2 separate regions of the Cyprinus carpio genome follow, and region 1 is linked to region 2. Evidence: chromatin contacts called from public Hi-C data. All regions are on one chromosome and are shown on one strand. Each heading gives the region's core, a stretch centred on a gene start, on an enhancer-like site or on the middle of the called end of the contact. The rest is flanking DNA. Distances are from core to core; before and after follow the strand shown.

Evidence for each region. Hi-C and Micro-C count contacts between places; a contact is called where the count stands out from the background.
Region 1: a contact with region 2 is called in a Hi-C map of liver, with 7 times the contacts expected there. The contact joins the enhancer-like site here to the promoter of ssbp4 in region 2. A contact is called at or near these places in 8 of 8 Hi-C or Micro-C datasets (liver, red blood cells and skeletal muscle).

What each region holds. Positions count from the first base shown.
Region 1 is chrB22:25,249,546-25,252,495 of ASM1834038v1, reverse strand. No RefSeq gene overlaps it. Among protein-coding and RNA genes, the nearest start is that of tmem59l, 20 kb to the left of the region's middle. Within about 2 kb of position 1,690, at least 8 of the 8 cell types and tissues checked have an H3K27ac peak or open chromatin away from gene starts, as enhancers often do. A contact at or near this core is called in liver and skeletal muscle, where this site is marked.
Region 2 is chrB22:25,210,527-25,213,635 of ASM1834038v1, reverse strand. It overlaps ssbp4 (single-stranded DNA-binding protein 4), which reads left to right and starts at 1,585. Exons shown (of 17, transcript XM_042749552.1): 1 at 1,585-1,772. The coding sequence starts at 1,717.

The DNA.
Region 1 (2,950 bases), core at 441-2,940, 39 kb before region 2:
CCATAATACCTCAAAATAAGTATAGTGTGACTAACAAATCAATCATGTTGTGTCACAGTTCAAAGCTGTGCCTGCACTTCAAATGTGCTGCCACAGGGGGCGCAGTGGAGCTTCATTGCCGCTTGTGGAGACTGTCTTTGGGCTAGAGGTCCGCTTCAACCATATACGACTTCCTTATCAGTCCCAGCCTGCTGGTAAAGTCAGCCTGCAGTGCACTGAAGAGCCAAACTCGCTGTCATACAGGGCCCTGTAGAAATGAACAGAATAATGAAAGACAGTGAGAGAAACTAAATGGTATGAATATGATATCGCCTGTTTTCCATAATCATCTCATGTATGCATAAGTAGGTGCTTTCTGGAAGGTTTTACGAATGTGGTCATTTATGGACCACCAAATATGCATACGGCATGACACTAAAATATCTGTGTATTTGTTTGACATCACTGTTGTACAGAGCAATAATCAAGAATAAAAAATAAAAATAAACAAAGAACATCTATATGCAAGAATTGCCAGCTCACATTTCACGCTACATCATCAGCTCAGACAGCAAAAATAATATACGGGGAAAAAATTACATGTCAGACAGTCTTGTATCAAAATACCTGTGCATTTTTCCATAAAAATGTGTGGATGCACATCCACATTTTTGTGTAATAACCAATCAGTCCACTCCATAATGAATTAAAACATGAGTAAATAAAGAAATAATCTCTCTTTAACAAAAAGCTTTGTGTGTGTGTATATATATATATATATATATATATATATATATATATATATATATATATATATATATATATATGATCTAAAAAGTATATTAAAAACATAAAAAAATGTTTATGGTATGACTTTGACGTCTGCCAATTTTTAGGATGAGCTAAAAAAAACAAAAAAACAAAGTACACATCAAATATCATCCTTTGCTTTTCATAAGTATGCATAATATATACATAATTCATGAGTTTGACGGCGCGTGACGTCACAAAGGAGTTGCGCGAGTAACACTTGACGTCTGTCAATCAAATTAACCAAGTGCATCAAACCCACGAGAACCTCGGGAGGAAAAGAAACCGTAATGTTTGCGTTCAGACTCCTTGACGCCCACGCGGTAAAAACATATCTAGCTTTCAAAACCCTGCCAGCAGACTGACCTAAAGAGAAACTTTAAGACTTAAAGAACGCAAAGAATGTTTTAATTTCCGCAACAGAACGAATGCGCGCGCAACGCCTGCTTCTCGCATTCTCAAACGTGCGTTAATGTTAGACATATTTAAACATCAGTGCATATGTCTCCTGGAGATGGAGTTGAGGAAACGGACAGCTTATCACACATCTTACACCCAGAGTTCAGCTCTGAGATACCCAACACGCCGCTCACCAAACTCGGCGCGCGGGCACGAGAGCACGGTTTCAAGCTCCCCTCTCTGTGAATTGATTCTACTATGAGCCTACCCGAATCGGAGCGACAAAACACCGAGGTATACGCACACAAATATAAACTTTTAATCGTTCAAACACCACCCTTACACTCACTCTAATCGATCAGATATGTATTTAAGAATAAGTTTCATGCGTATTTTCTTTCACAAAACAAATCCTGACGTAATTAACGCCGGTTTTCCCTCCGCATGTCTTTCTCCACACAGTCGCCCCCCCCTTCGTCGGAAATGGAACAGTCCACAATTTATTCCAGGGAAAGACTGACAGTTTTTTGGGTCATGAAGCAGCTGTTCAAGTCAGCAGCCGTTCCCCCCTCCGCTAGAATAAGAAATTAGTCCATTTTAAAGTAAATAACTAAACCCCGAAGCTGATAAGGGAGCGTTATAAAATACTGTGCCGTTCTGATTTTACGGAGAGAATGGACTTAGGATAAAGACGCAATAAATGTGAATGTTCACAATCCCGTCGTATTATGGAAATGTGAGATCTAAATATTTTGGAGGGGAACAATAGATGCTAAGGCCCAGACAATGAAATAGAGAGTTAGACTCTCATCAGCACAATAAAACAAACTGGATATGGATTAATTCTGGATATGACAGAGATTTTAAAGGTGCTTGACCTAAGAATTCCTATAATTTGCCGAATTGTTGACCTTTTGTATGCTATTATGTATGTAATAACATTTGTGGCGCCGTGTTTTTGTGAACCCCGTCATCTTTAACCCAGATGACTTTCATTTAACCTGGGCTGTTTTCTCGGAGGAGGCACGGGAGGCAGTGCTGGCTCAAAAAAACGAGAAGGAATAAACGATAAAATAATTGATGGTACAAAAAAATAAAACAAAACTCAATATGAGATCGAATAGTGGATGAAACGGACTCATCTTTATGAAGTAAAACTGTCCAACAGCGACACCGGTGGATGAAGGCAGCATCTCTCATTGTCCTCTCGTAGAGCAACTACTTGCAATCACAAGTAGTCGCTCTACGACTACTCTACGACTACAATTACAGCATTTTCACAACTGGCTGATCATGCTGTCAAAGCACACACAAACACAAAATTAACAATGTTAATCTGGATAAATCTGCCGATACCTGAATCTTGAATATCCTGTGCGGTCTGTAACGCTCAAAGACAAAGATTCATGAATAATTCAATGAGATTTATATAGAGTTGCATTTCTCATGGAAATGCTATTATGTTCTTATTTATCGCATTACTGCTATTTGTAAAATCTACAGCCCCAGTGTACAGTGGTGATGCACGGAGAGATTTCGTTTACTTATACGCCACGCGCCTCGTCTCTACATGACCCCGTCAGATATCTCATGGTACAATTCAGCGCATAGATAAAACCGCATCTCAGATTTCGCTGAAGATACTATATGCGTTTGATGTCAGATTTAGCTGCTGACTTTTACCCCCAGTCTGGCAGCGGATGTCAGCATGGTAAGTATTAACGCCTCGCTCCAATTCTATCTGTCCAGCATCACCAGTCAG
Region 2 (3,109 bases), core at 336-2,835:
TCTTTTGGCTGTCCAAAAATCGTTTTTCCAAAAACAAGTCTTTGGTTAATCTTCGAAACACAAATTCAGACTTTAGTGAAACCTGAGAGGTTTCTGTCCGTCATCTTATCGTTTTATTAGTGGGTATAAAAAGGTCATAAAGGCGTTGTAAAACAAATCTGTATAAACTGAGCTTGTGAAGAGATACAATTGCTTTCTATGATGAACAGATTTAATTTAGGTATTAGATATTTACTGTGCTCTATATATGTTTGTTTGCATGTGAATGAAAGCTCAAATTAAACCAGTTTATCATATTACACAATTGTATCTCAACACAGTATTTGGATTAAACCCTTTGATTCATATGGATTTTTGGGTGAACTATCCCTTTAACTTGTAATGATTAATAGATCTTAGTCAGAGTGCCATATGAAATGAAAACAAGGCTGTGAGCAACAGAAATACAGTGCGTTCATTGGATTGTACTGTTATTTAACAAAATAGGCTTAGTTGTTCAGCTGACGAAATGTCTTTCTGGAAAAAAAAAACTTTCAGCAGACAAAAAAACTCCATAAAACATTTGTTGTGAGTTATGAAAATTACATGATCTTGGAGCTTTATACAGTGTGTTGCGTTGTAAAGACTGCAGTCGATCCTTCACAGCCTCATTTTCATCCGCGTTAAATTCAATATGGTGACTACCCTGGGGTGCATTTCCCAAAAACATTGTTAGCTTACTATGGTCGTTAGTTCCATTGAACTATATTGGTAAGAACAGACCTTGCGACCATAGTTGCTTTTGGGAAACGCACCCCAGATTAAGGTCTGTTGTTCACTATACTGATAAAGTAAACTAAAGAAAAGCTAATGATTAAATCATAAATGTAAAATGAAAACATTTTTTTTTGAAGATCAAAACAATCAAGAAGAAATCTTTTGTTTGTTTACTTGCATATGAATGTGACCATTAACCGACATCAGAGAACTGTTAAGATGCAAATGTGTTGTTGAATTATGTGAATATGTAATCCATAAAAAGTAATGGCGTTCTAATTATGCTTTATAAAATGTAACATAATCCAATTTCAAGCAGGCTACTCAATTTTTGGATTCTGATTACAGCTCCGCTACAGCTCTTAAAAAGGTGTCATGTCCCTTTAAATATTGTGTATAGTTTGCGCACAAACACAATCTAAATGACAAAAAAAGATATCAGATAGCAATACTACAAACCAAACCGCATCATATTACAAAATTGTTAAACAAACCCTCAATTATATGACTGGACGTACAAAAAAATGTGGCAATAAAATGCCTCAGATTTCCAATCTCGGAACACAAGCGTAAATTCTTACTTTAAAAACGTTAAAAGTCATAAACGAAGGCCCGAGGCAATGTTAGCGTCTTTCCCATATCAGTCCCTGAGCCTAGTAAACACTGGAAGAGAGTGTGCGTTCCCCTTTAAGAGGCCCCCACCGTTCCCGACGCGGCGGGAGGCAGAGCGCATTCCTAGAACAGCGCGAGAGAGGGAAAAAAATCACCAGCGACCTGTTTCAAGTCCCCCCAATAGAAACTGTGCCTGATTTGTGGCCAATGTTGGAGATGTAAAAAAAAAGAGAGAGGAGGAGGGGGAGGGAAAACACTAAAGGGGGTAGCTATGGAGATAGAACGTTTTCCTGGCTGCTTTCTTTGACAGGTGTTGAGTGGGGTAAAAGTCTTAAAACAGAGTCCAGCATGTACGCCAAAGGTAAAGGAGCTGTCGTCCCTTCCGATAGTCAAGCGAGAGAAAAGTAAGTGAATCGCGCGCGCTTTAAAGAGTCTCGCTTTGCTTATTACGGACTCGCAACTTTCTAAAACTGCGCGTACTATTGTTTGAAGGTGTATTTAGTGCGAACTTGCGCTGTGGAGTGATCGTCCCGGAGTCTTCCTAACTTTATAGCCGCTTGTAGCACTTTAATGCTTTGAGTTGTCCGTGCATTTTCGATTTTATTTAAGTTTGGGTGCGCACGTCAACACTCGAAGCAGTGCATCTAGTCTGAGTGATGTTGCATGCTCGCATCTCTCATTTTAAAGCTTGTGTGTCTTTTGCATCAACGTTATATGCTGTTGTTCTTTTTTTTAATAGATATTTTGCTGCGTGCATTAAATGTTGTTTAAGAGTTTGGGTGGTTTTTAAACGCATTTTAAAGTCTTTTGGGTCTTTATCCGCCGTTAGTTTTTGTTTTGTTTTGTTTTATTTTTTTTTTTTTTGCGCTGTTTTTTTATCATCGCCTGTGCATTTGCACGTTTTGGCTTCAAAGCTAACTGATAAATAAGTTATTTTCGTAATTCCGACACATATTCCCCGATTATTTTAATATGTTGTGGTTTGTTGAAGCGCAAAGTACCTTTTTTTTTAACTAAAACTCGTGTTGCTTCAAGTTTTGCTGACTTTTCCACACTGCATACTGTAATATTTTATGGTAGTACATAACAATGTGATCTTTCCACTGTTGTGTACAATCTGTTGCCATAGAAGCAACCTTACAACCCTTAAATGTAATAAAGTGACCTGTAATATTCATAAATCTGTCTTATGGGGTCGAAGGTTACTGTGTCAGACTTGTAGACGATGATAAGACACTTAGTATGTGAGTCAGATGATTGTGGAGATGTAACACTGTTTCAGAGTTGTATATTGTTGTTAGAAGTTTAGTTTGTTGAGAAGACCCTGAATATGATGTATAGGAGATCAGCATCCAAGAGAAATTGCTCACAAGACCGTCTTTGTATGGAAGTTCTGGAAGAAAGTGCTGTTGTTGGTGGTTTTTCTGTTTTTTTTTGTCTCTGATGTTTTTTTTGACTTTGAAACTATTCATTTCAGTGTTATGCAGTGGTTTTTGTGTAAAAAGCTTCCCAAAAGTTTGCCACGTACCAGGTGTCTGCAACAGTTTGCGTACAAACAAGGTGTACACGTCCATTAATGGTCTGAAATGGTCAGTTAGGGGTCTGAAATGGTCAGCTAGTGGACATGCTCGAACGCAGGTTGTGAGAGGATGTAGACGGCTCCTCAAGTGTTGTTGCCACGGGCACCGCATTAACACCGCAGGTTACCGTTTCACGTGTTGTGACCACACAGGCTTTGTTC